Linked DNA regions of Pan troglodytes: region 1 is linked to region 2. Evidence: chromatin contacts called from public Hi-C data. All regions are on one chromosome and are shown on one strand. The core of a region is the stretch at or near the end of the contact, and the rest is flanking DNA. Distances in the headings are between cores, read along the strand shown.

The links. A called contact is a pair of places that touch in the nucleus more often than the background predicts.
Region 1: a contact with region 2 is called in a Hi-C map of stem cell-derived neural progenitor cells, with 2.7 times the contacts expected there. The contact joins two enhancer-like sites. A contact is called at or near these places in 1 of 7 Hi-C or Micro-C datasets (stem cell-derived neural progenitor cells) and 1 of 1 other capture datasets (stem cell-derived neural stem cells).

What each region holds. Positions count from the first base shown.
Region 1 is chr17:86,734,276-86,740,288 of NHGRI_mPanTro3-v2.0_pri, reverse strand. No RefSeq gene overlaps it. Among named protein-coding and RNA genes, the nearest start is that of ZNF236, 140 kb to the left of the region's middle. Within about 2 kb of position 2,873, at least 3 of the 24 cell types and tissues checked have an H3K27ac peak or open chromatin away from gene starts, as enhancers often do. A contact at or near this core is called in stem cell-derived neural progenitor cells, where this site is marked.
Region 2 is chr17:86,575,795-86,581,721 of NHGRI_mPanTro3-v2.0_pri, reverse strand. No RefSeq gene overlaps it. Among named protein-coding and RNA genes, the nearest start is that of ZNF516-DT, 24 kb to the right of the region's middle. Within about 2 kb of position 4,266, at least 6 of the 24 cell types and tissues checked have an H3K27ac peak or open chromatin away from gene starts, as enhancers often do. A contact at or near this core is called in stem cell-derived neural progenitor cells, where this site is marked.

The DNA.
Region 1 (6,013 bases), core at 1,624-4,123, 160 kb before region 2:
TTTAGCTGTTTATAACAAAACAGGCTCTTTGCTGTATGTCTTAGCTCCACTGCCGTTTCCACTTCTTCACAGGTGCCCATGTTCAATCCAGATTTCCTGAATTAGGTATTAGCACATTGCTAGATGCCCTCGGGTACAACATGCAGATCAGTGAAATAACACAGGGATTCCTAGATAGAACACGTTTCCTTTTCATGCGTGTTACTGCGAAGTGTGTTCTGGTTGAGATACATTTGGAATGCAATTCATCTCATTAGCATAAATCATAGCAGTTTTCGTTTCCTCAACTAGGTCTTTGTGCAATGTGAGCAAATGTGAAAATGACACGTGCACCTTAAAAAGTCTTTCAAAGATGAGCCCTTGGGGAGTGGCTTCACGTGAGGAGGAGGCGACCTGGAGAGGGTGGGCACGAAGGCATTATTCAGCGTGTCAGTGGCGAGGGCTAATCTCCACACTGGGAAAACCACGAGGAGAGAGGGTTGGGTGGTGAGGAGCTCCGGAGTGCACACACATGAATGGACAAGGCACCCAGGGAAGGGAACTATACCCTTGCTCATCATACCAGCCTGGGGCCCCAGCTGTCTCTGCTCACAGGGGCTAAGAGGTGGAACGGAGAGAAAGGAAGCAGACAGACAGGGACAGGAGCCTCAAGAAACCTTGACACCTTTGATTCCCAAATACGCCAGCCTCTCTCATTCACCCTCCGACCCACAGGCTTCACTCTCAGTCTCTTTTGGGAATTGTATTCCTCCCAGACATTGACCCCCTCCCTGAATATGGCTTCCCCTGGGCTTTGACAGGACCTTGCTGAATCTTTATGAAATGTCGGGTTTTCCATGCCATCCCTGCTGCAGGTGGACGGGTGCGGGGAGGTGGGGAGGAGTTGGGGCTCAGCAGCACCCCCGGCTGCTTCTGCTCCTCCTGCTGCCATGAGTGCAGCAGACACACTGGGAGGATGGCATTCTGGTTTTGGGGTGAGGGGAAGGCAGACAGACATTTCTATTCCCTGCTCTCTGTGAATGCAAACACAACACTGCATGGTTTTGCTCTCAGACCTCTAGGAGCTCAGGGAGCAGAATCCCCTCAGTAATGCCCCTTAAACAGGGACTCAAGTAGATTATTCTCCCGGGGCTGCGGGACACTCCCACTCTTCACTTGACAAGAACACCAGCATTGGGCTGTGCCATGTGAGTCTTCCCTGAGAAATGTGCTGGACAGCTGGGGACTTCCAGTCCAGTCCTTCTTCACGCCCATCAGCTCCTTCCTGCTTTGTTCAGCCATGGCTGCCCCAATTGAGTGCAGTGGCAGGCAGTATTTTCCTCCTGGGAATTGGCCAGTTCCCTTCTTAGGTAGCTGGTCTCTGGCACCTTCTAACCACTGAAAAGTCAGGAACGAAAGAGTTTCCGGACCTTGGTCATTTAGATAATGGTATGCTGTGCCCTCGGACAGGTCAGGGTACTGCTCATGATAAATCCCACCATGCTCACCCTGTCACCTGCTGGGCTGCTTTTTTTTGAGACAGGGTCTTGCTCTGTTGCCCAGGCTAGAGTGCAGTGGCACGATCTTGGCTCACTGCAGCCTCAACCTCCCGGGCTCAGGTGATCCTCCCACCTTAGCCTCCCAAGCAGCTGAGACTACAGGCACACATCCCCACACCTGGCTAATTTTTGTATTTTTTATAGAGACGGTGTTTTGCTATGTTGCCCAGGCTCAGGTCTTCCGCCCCCCATGGCCTCCCAAAGTGCTGGGATTACAGGCGTGAGCCACTGCGCCCAGCCTGTTGGGCCGTTTGTGTAATGCCATCCGTGCCTCCTCCTGTGTGTCATGCGGGAACACCAATCATATTTTCTGATTGTATCTCTGAGCAGACATGGTATCAATGGCCAATAAAATAGGGCCTCCTGGAGACAGCCCCGGAGAGCTGTGCGAAGACAGCCAGCCACGCGCCACAGTGGATGGAAGCTAATTAAAAATGACTTATTAAACACTGCAGACACCACAGCCCAAGGCTGCAGATGAACAAACACTCATGTTTCAACACTGGCTTTTCACAGGGAAGGCAGCCATGCTGTCGTTCTGGTAAGTCATTATTTACCTCCCTGAAACTCACCAAAGGGTCTTCAGTCCTCCCCCAGGCCCCACCCCCTGCCCCTTCTGTGTGCCTGTTACAAACCCTGATATTGAAGTCATTCTGCTTCCCTTAAACTGAGGTGTTTAGAAAAGCAACAGATTGTACAATTTGATGTCAAGGACTTATTCTCAGAAAAATGACTCATCTTTATTTAAAGGGTCTATTCAAGTGAGAAATGAATCATTCTCACCTGATGGCCCTCACTGGGTGGGAGAGGGGGCGGAGGTTCCGGGAGAACCAAGTCTCTGGGCACTCTTTGCTGACTCTCCAGCTTAGAATCTCAAGCTTTGGGGCCTGAAAGGAAAGCTGTTTTTTAAGGCATTTGACCTAAACCAAGTTTTAAAAGTATCTTTAAGTATTTCCTTTTTTTTTTTTTTTAGGATAATGAAACCATAGTTGCAACACCCAGAGCTTGGGCTTAGAAGCAACTTTGACAGGATCTGTAGCTGTGAAATTTGCATCCCTGTAACACAATAACTTATCATGACAAAGATCTGTTGACGTCAATTCCTTTATTACTCTTATTTGTAGGCCAAGGGAGGGACCCAGGGCCCTGATATTGTTGCCTTGGTGCTGTAAGGATTGGGTCTGGGTCACTCTGACCTACAAAATTGATACATGGCCCTGGAATAACCTGCACATTTTGAAGAGGAAGAAACAAAACAATCGGTTACTAAAGGCTTGGCTGACTCCAGATCGTGCAATTTCACGGGCTCCCAGGAGATGGCAGCCACTTTTTGGAAAACAGTCTTTAAAGGTACACAGAGCAACAGCATGCTCACCCCTGGGGCCAGCCGTGGAAAAGTAGGAAGGGCCGGGTGCAGTGGCTCACACGTGGAATCCCAGCACTTTGGGAGGCTGGGGCAGGAGGATCGCCTGAGGCCAGGCGTTTGAGACCAGCCTTGGTAATATAGCAAGACCCTGTCTCTACAAAAAAATACAATTAACCGGCTGCGGCGGTGTGCGCCTGTGGTCCCAGCTACTGGAAGGCTGAGGTGGGAAGATCACTCGAGGCTCCAGCCTGGGTGCAGAGCAACACCCTCTCTCAAAAAAAAATAAATGAAAGAAAGAAAGAAAAGTAGGAAGAAGGCAACACTTTGATTAATCTTCGTCTTTTTTTTTTTGACAACAGAACATTGCTGGGTGACCGGTCGAGGGGCAGGACACGCAGGATGATAGTCGCCTGCTGAAAAGGCACTTCTGACAGGCCAGGGTGCAGCACAGAGTCTGCCCAGAGAACCACGTGTGAGTCCTTAAAATGGTCATAAATATGTGTAGGGATCATCACCTTATTTTTAGGGATTGCATCCATCTTAGGGGACCATCTGAACTCTGGAGATCATAGCCAATGCTTGCTTGACATCCCAAAAGCAAAACAAAACCCAGCAACCCCAAGGACCAGATTCCAAAACTAAAAGCAAAAGGACAACAGCAGGATGGCTGAGAGGCCTGTGCAGCACTGGTGGCCACGCCTGCGGGGGCAGAGGGAAGGAAGGGCCACACATTCCCCAGCACCTTGAGCCTGGGTGCCGGCGGGCAGTGTGGATGAGGACTGTGTCCCTGGAGTGGTCCCCATTCACAGGCAGAGAAACCAAGCCTCACACAGTTTGTCTGCTGCGGGTGGAGGGGGTGAGTGGAGCTGGGTAGGGACCCCCCTGGCTCTTGGACACCAGCCCTCTGACAGGTGCCCCAAGCGCCTCCACCAGTCTGCATGGGGACTCCCAGAGAGCAAGGGCACGGCTGTGCCCGTTTCTCCTTAAAGGTGATGCAGGTGTGCTCTTCTTTGCTGGCAAGAAAGCTCCATTTTGCTGTTTGCTGTCTCAGCACAAACATTTTCAAAATGGGATTGAAATCTCATTTTCTCCAGTTTTATTTTAAATACAGAAAATGACCCCATGATGAATTTCAAAGCCATAGTTGGGCTTGTCGGGCTCTCAGACTCATACAGGGGGTCTGACCCTGGAAAACCAAGGGTGCGCCACCGTTTGCAACTCTCCCACAGGGGCCTGGAGCCACTGCCTTCCTGGGAACGCTGATGCCTGGAAGGTCAAAGGCAGCACAGTCAGGCGATCTCAGCATGGTGCTTTGTGGATACAGATCTGGAGAGGGGATATGGGGACTTGAGTGATGGGGGTGGGGTCTGTAAATGCAGGGCTAAGGGATGTGTTCATTTATTCCAAACTGATGGGATGTCCTGGCAGAAAACCACAAACTCATAGAAAAAGAAAAGCTGGCCGGGCGCAGTGGCTCACGCCTGTAATCCCAGCACTTTGGGAGGCCGAGGCAGGCGGATCACGAGGTCAGGATATTGAGACCATCCTGACTAGCACAGTGAAATCCCGTCTCTACTAAAAATACACACACACGAAAAAAATTGGCTGGGCATGGTGGTGGGCACCTGTAGTCCCAGCTACTCGGGAGGCTGAGGCAGAAGAATTGCTTGAACCCGGGAGGCAGAGGTTGCAGTGAGCCAAGATCGTGCCACTGCACTCCAGCCTGGGCGACAGAGCGATACTCCATCTCAAAATAAATAAATAAATAAAGAAATAATAAAAAAGAAAAAGAAAAGCCTACCAGTTTGGCACACTTTCATGATTTGCTCACCTGTAGATTATTTTTAAAAGGACGACACCAGGAGGAATGATGAATACAGGACTCTGCCAATCACTGCTGAGTTGATGCAGCACAAATGCCTTGTCTTGATATAAGTGGTTCAACAACATGCTGGGACTTGGCACTGATGGGGTCAAGGCTTTCTGTGAATTAATACGCAGATGTGTAGCCTCCTCTCCCTCCTAACCTCTGTAAGGTTGAGTTGCTGGGCTGTGAATGACAACACAGCCAAGTGCAGAGAGAAGGGGAGCTTGGAGGATCCACACATTCAGGGCCCCTCTTGAACCACTAGAAACATTTGAAGCTTCATTTAAAGCACTCCTTATCTATCTCCCAGGTGTTAGGAAGAGTGATGTCCAACCTTGGCAGCTGCTGTGTTCCCAGGAGTAAAACAGAGATTCTCGGCATCATCCTCAAAAGGACCCGTGGAGATCGCTGCACGGAGTCAATCACCTGACAAGTGCACCAGGAATGCCCTGTGCCTGGAACTGGCTGCCGTGGAACCCACAGACGCGCAGCATGGGGACCTGCCAGGAGGAGCCATGGGGCTGCCCAGCTCATCCCCACCCTCCAAGAGCCCACAGACGCGCAGCACGGGGGCCCTGCCAGGAGGAGCCGTGGGGCTGCCCAGCTCATCCCCACCCTCCAAGAGCCCACAGACGCGCAGCACGGGGGCCCTGCCAGGAGGAGCCGTGGGGCTGCCCAGCTCATCCCCACCCTCCAAGAGCCCATGTGCCTCTGCGCATCAGCCACAGTCTGAGCTGGGCACAGAATCGACTGGTGGCCTCTTCAGTTTCCTCGGTGGCTCTTTCTCGACCCCGCTTCTTAGAGCCAGGGTGGCAATTGAGAGCAATGGCGAAACAGGTGAAAATGGGGAGAAAGGGCAGCCAGCGCTGAGATCCACACCCACTGGGAGCCTCCCCTGCTCTCCAGGTCCTGATAATTCAGATCACAAAGCACTCAGCCAGTCAGCTCTAATCCTGTAGCTGCACTGACTCTCTGTTTGTGACTTTAAAATGAAAGCGATCCTGTGTGTATTGATAACACCAGTGAGCCACTTTCAGATTCTGAATCAAAATTGTCAGCTGTTTCTCATCAGACTGTCGATGGCACCTGCCGGTGATGACACTGGTCGGGGGCAGCCGCAACCTGGGTGAGAACAAGCTCCTGGGGGATCCTCACGTGCAGCCCGGGATGGGGACCACTACCATATGGGAAAACAAAGCTCGATTAGTGCATATTCGACTTTACTTACATTTTGATTTATTG
Region 2 (5,927 bases), core at 3,017-5,516:
GCCTGTGACGCCAGCGCTCCCAGGCTCCTAGGCGCAGCGTTTCAGGAACGGCTGCTTTGCTTGCTTTCAAAACAAACGGGAAAAGGTAGTGGCCCAGAAGCACACAGACCTCCCTAGGCCGGCGCAGGAGCACCTCACTGCTGCTGTGCGGGGAACGAAGTTCCCCCTTAGTCACAGACGGTTCTGTGCCTGAAGAGGCGGCTCATTCGGCATGAAAGGAGGTGGCTGCAGCAGGGCGAGGAGGCCCGGCCTTCTGTGCGCGCAGGACTCGCCCTAAGCTCCTTCACTCAGCTCCTCCACGCTCCCACTCCTCCAAATCTCCCTGCCCCGCGATAAACACACGGAGCTCTGGCTGAATGCTCATTTAAAAGAGTTTAGTCTTTGTTAAAAAGTTTCCTAGGATTTTCACTGGTTGAAATCAAGGCTGTTGTCTGAAAGCCAGTGTGTGCGTCATAATGTTTATAGTCTTCTATACTTTTTGCGATGCCCTATTCATTTTAAACCCGCTTCTCTGAAACCTCTGCTTCCCATGGCTATCTAAATGCACCGAGAAGAGAATCTGTACGGTTCATTTATATGTGGTTTAAGTTTCTCAAAGGGTCTTAGCAATATATTGCTTTGGATTGTTGGAAATCAGAGGTATCCTTTTAAATTGGCATTGTTATTGAAATAACAAAAGAAATCTCCCGGGAGACGTTTAGAAGCAGTTTGTTAGGACCAAAGTTCCCAAGTAGTTGAATTGACTTTTCCTGTTAGCCTCTGCGTACTATGATATGAAGATCCTGTTAGCCTCTGCATACTATGGTATGAAGATCCTGTTAGCCTCTGCGTACTATGATATGAAGATCCTGTTAGCCTCTGCGTACTATGGTATAAAGATCCTGTTAGCCTCTGCATACTATGATATAAAGATCCTGTTAGCCTCTGCATACTATGATACGAAGATCCTGTTAGCCTCTGCATACTATGATATGAAGATCCTGTTAGCCTCTGCATACTATGATATAAAGATCCTGTTAGCCTCTGCATACTATGATACGAAGATCCTGTTAGCCTCTGCATACTATGATACGAAGATCCTGTTAGCCTCTGCATACTATGATATAAAGATCCTGTTAGCCTCTGCATACTATGATACGAAGATCCTGTTAGCCTCTGCATACTATGGTATAAAGATCCTGTTAGCCTCTGCATACTACGATATAAAGATCCTGTTAGCCTCTGCATACTATGATATGAAGATCCTGTTAGCCTCTGCATACTACGATATAAAGATCCTGTTAGCCTCTGCATACTATGATATGAAGATCCTGTTAGCCTCTGCATACTACGGTATAAAGATCCTGTTAGCCTCTGCGTACTATGGTATAAAGATCCTGTTAGCCTCTGCATACTACGATATAAAGAAGGAGGGAGAAGGGCTGTGAGTTGCTGAAGTGGAGAGTGTGCATGACAGTGTGCCTTTCATGGACGCACCCGTGGCAAGTGTGAGGCACGCTCTTACTTCTGTGTGTGGCTCTTGAAGGCCTCCTTCAGGGCTGCTGTTCTGGGATGCATGTGTCCAGTCAACCTATGTTACTGAGACCAAAGAATAATTTCAAACATGATACCAATGAAAAATAAAGCCTCGCCAATCGAGCTTGTATGCTATAATAAATCAGTCGACTCCCAAAACCTAAAACCCACCAAAATGGCAGGAAGGAGGTTATTTGAAAATGAAAAAAAAAATTATAAAGAAAAAAAGGACTTCATTTAGCTGGAGAAATGTCAGTCCTGAAACTTGTTATTGCCATGCAGATAACTTTGCAAATTAAATGTCCCCCCTTGTGGCATAGACAATAGAAAAGTCTTTTAAACATTGTATTTAAAAATGCTTTTTCTAGTTACGAAAATATGCAATGGTTTTTAACCATATAATTTGATGCATATAAGTAGCCTCTAAATAGGTTGCCATGAGTGAAGACTGACAAAGAACGTTATTAAGCCTTTAAAGAAGGCAGGCAGCTATGCCGTAGTTTTCAGAAAAAAAGCACCTTTCCCAGTTTTACTGAGAATAAGACAATGATTTTTTCTTACTAGAACATGAAAGCCATAAATTTCCCTTTTCTCCCCATTTAAGTGGATAGGACTCAACAGGGAAGAGGAAGCTCTGCTCAGCTGTCAGCTTTTTTATTTTTTAGGTTGAGATTCAGGCCTTGCAGTTTTTAAAGTTAATCGTTAACTGCTCTGAAATCTTGATGGCATTTCAGTAGAAATATAAATATGCTACTTTCCAAAGTATTCTTCCTTACTTTTTTTTATTTTATCCTAAAAGTCTAGAAGTTTTGTACCAGTGTGATTCCTGCTGGCTGAGGTGGAAACTCTCTACCTGCACTTATTTCAACAGGAAATTTGGGATAAATAAGATGGGTAACAGGAAGGCTGAATACTCTCAGACTGAATACTTAATTTGCACATTAAAAGCTGATCATTAATCCTATATTTTAATCCTACAAATGTCAGGAGCTATTATTTCCTAGGGCTAGGAATAAACTGGACTGTGTTTTGTGACAAAGCCTGTGAATGAACATAAGAACAGTTGCTGTATCAAACCCAAAGGCCATTAAATACTACTTTAGGAATCCATTTGTTATCACGTTACCACTAAGGGTGGGAATCCTAGAGCACATGATAACCAAAGAAGAATCATAACTGGAAGAGAATGTTATTAAAATCCAACTATAACTATAAATATAACATCTATAAATATATACATACACATTCACACATATTATGGTACTGCAATGCATGCCTGAAGTTTCGTGTTATTTAAGGGAAATAAAAAATAAGGCTTCAAGTGGCCAAAGGACCATTGATTTGTTTTTTCAATGTTTGAGAAAAACCCAGAAACAGAGATCAAGCTAAGGTGTTTAAAACATAGCTGGCCAAATGATGTTTTCAAGTGATGCTAACATAAATCAGTTCCAGCAATAGTTTACCTAATTCTGAGAAATCAGCAAATCAAATACATAAAAAGGCTGCCTTTGGACCAAATTGTAGTTTCTAACAAGGCTGCCTCCTGAGTGGGATGTGCTTGTTCATTAAGCTTTTTAAGCTGGGATTCACTAATGCCACTTGAAAAGGGTGGGCACCTTGCAATCCAAACACCGAACAATGCTGCACCGAAGCTTATTAAAGTTTAAGTTTTACACAAATAGCTATTTAGAAAGATTTGCTCAAAAATGTGCACACTGATTTCAAAATAACAATTCTTACAGTCTAACAAAAAAAAGCAAAGGAAAAATGAAGCTGAAACAGTGACAAGAAATTAGGTTGTTCTTGATTTTATTGTGAAATGGTACATTTGAATCACTTTCTCTAATTTTAACATGACTTTTAAAATGTGTAGGTCTTAAATAAAGTTAACAAACTAATGAATGAATATATGCAAATTGTCAGCGTGAAAAACATAAAAGCAAAATGCAGTAAATTTTCCCCCAAACATCTGAGTTTATATCCTTTTACATTTTGTCAGATTTGAGATCCTTCTGAGAAACTTTAAAGAGAATGCGCTGCTTAAGCTAAAGCTACATTCATTGTGTAAAAGTAGGGGCTCACAATTACTATGTGGCGTTGGTTGTAGAGATAAAGCATCACGAGGCTCCGGATCATTTTAGAGGCAGAAAATGGAACCTATGTGCTCCCGTCCACCAGAAGGAGGGGGAGGGAGCCGAGGGGCTTCCACCGCAGGAAGGACTCATTCTTTATCTGGCGTTTAGAGCCAGCTCAGAAACTAATGGGAACGGTCAACACTCTTCTTCAAACTCCTCTCCATTTCCTATCCCAGAGTTCAGCGTTTCATTTGACACCATTAAAAGGGCTGCTTTACTACGCTAGAAATGGAGAGTCTCATTTTCAATGTTGTTAATAAAATTAATAATTGTTGTAATCTCTCCTAAAACGCCATTTTACTATATCTTAGCCAGTTTATTTTATGAACACGAGAGTTGACAAGCTAAGTCCTTGGGTTTTTACAAACGTGTTTTCTACTCTAAATCAAAATTCTTTTTTACTACCCAACGTAGGAAAATGTATGGATTTTTAAAATCTTAAATCCAAAATACAACCAAGGAAATGTGAATGGGCGAACAACAACAACAAAAGCTCAGATGGGCACAGGGGGTGTCGACCCTTTCCCGAGAGAGGAAGGAGCTGCTCTCCACAGTTCTCTGTCGAGTCGGGGGCGTGAGCCCTGGCGGACGTTCTCCCACACCACCCCGGGCTGCAGTTGCGGCCGCACAACCGGCGGCGGTGTGGACCTGAAAGAGGATCCCTCTCCTGTGTGCACAGAGATTCTGATCAGCATCAAGCCCCGCGGAGCCCAGGCAGGAACAATGCACCAGGGAATAGACAGAGGACATCGATCCCACCTCTCTTTCTCTGACCGTGCAAGACAAGATTTTAGTTTTCTGAAAGAAACACAAATAAAGCAAAGCAAAAAGCTCAATAATTAAAGTCTGCTGTTCCAGGCCCAAGCGCCCGTGATTAACCGGAGAATATTTATGCGGCGCTGCCATGCTTCTTTGGAAATACTGAGAATGTTTTTCCCAGAGAAAATGTGGTACTATTGAACATTTTCAAAAACTAAATATATATCAACTCCCCAAACACCAGGCACATCTGCTTGTCTGACACTCAATACTGTTGTTGTTGTTGTAAGGTTTTGTATAACTCACTTCCTGTCTTTATACGTACACAACAGGATATTTAAATAACAAAGACAATAAAGAAGCCAGGCAAAAAAAAAAAAAAAAAAAAAAGGGAGTGCTCCTAACACAACATATGCATCTCCAATTCCATCTCTATGTGTTCGAGCTGCAGAAATAACCAACATCCTTAGAGTCCTGTTGCTTGCCTCTAATTGCGCAGGGTAACAGGCAAAGGGACGAGTGTTTATCGTGGGTCCCTTCACACTGCAAGGGGCAGTTTGTCTCCCAGAGTAAAAGCCAGTCGCAGCCACATTTGCTGAGGGAGTTCTAAGGTCCACCATGACCTCCAGACCCCTTTCCAGACATAACAAGCAAACACCTGGAGGGACGCATGGGGATGGATTTTTGAGGTCCCCCAAAACCCACCCTCATACGTAAGATCTTCCATTATGTTTGTATTCACTTTTTAACATACATGGCCTTTGTTTCGTGCTCATAGAGATAAAATGCCACTTCAAATATGTTCACTAAAAATACTTCAGTTAAAGAAAGGCTTTTTTTTTTTTTTTTTTAAATTTAATCGAAGTGGTCTTGTAAATCTTACTTTCCTAGTTTGGAATCCTAAAATAAAAAGAAGGTCTTCACCGTTTTATTACCTCCTTCATGGAAAAATTACTGATTGCATGGTATAACTTACTCACCATAGCTTTCGTCTTGTTCTCAGTCCAGACTCATTGTAAGTAACGGAGTTTCGCATATGAAATTGCGAGATTCAGTATTTTTCCATTTCCCTTTTATTGGGAAAGAGGCACCAGAGGCCCCCTCGCTACCTTGGTGTCTATGTGAGTTAACTCAGCACCTGCACATACATGATACAAATCAAAACTATGTGCCAAGGACCACATTCAATTTGAAAACAAAGAACACGTTTAAACAAAGAACTTCATTCGTATAGAAGAATCCCAATTTTGGCCGGTTGCGGTGGCTCACACCTGTAATCCCAGCACTTTGGGAGGCCGAGGCGGGCGGATCATGAGGTCAGGAGTTCAAGACCAGCCTGGCCAATATGGTGAAACCCCGTCTCTACTAAATAATAGAAAAATTAGCCGGGAGTGGTGTCGGGCGCCTATAGCCCCAACTACTTGGAAGGCTGAGGCAGGAGAATCCCTTGAACCAGGGAGGTGGAGGTTGCAGTGAGCTGAGATTGTGCCACTGCACTCCAGTCTGGGCAACAGAGTG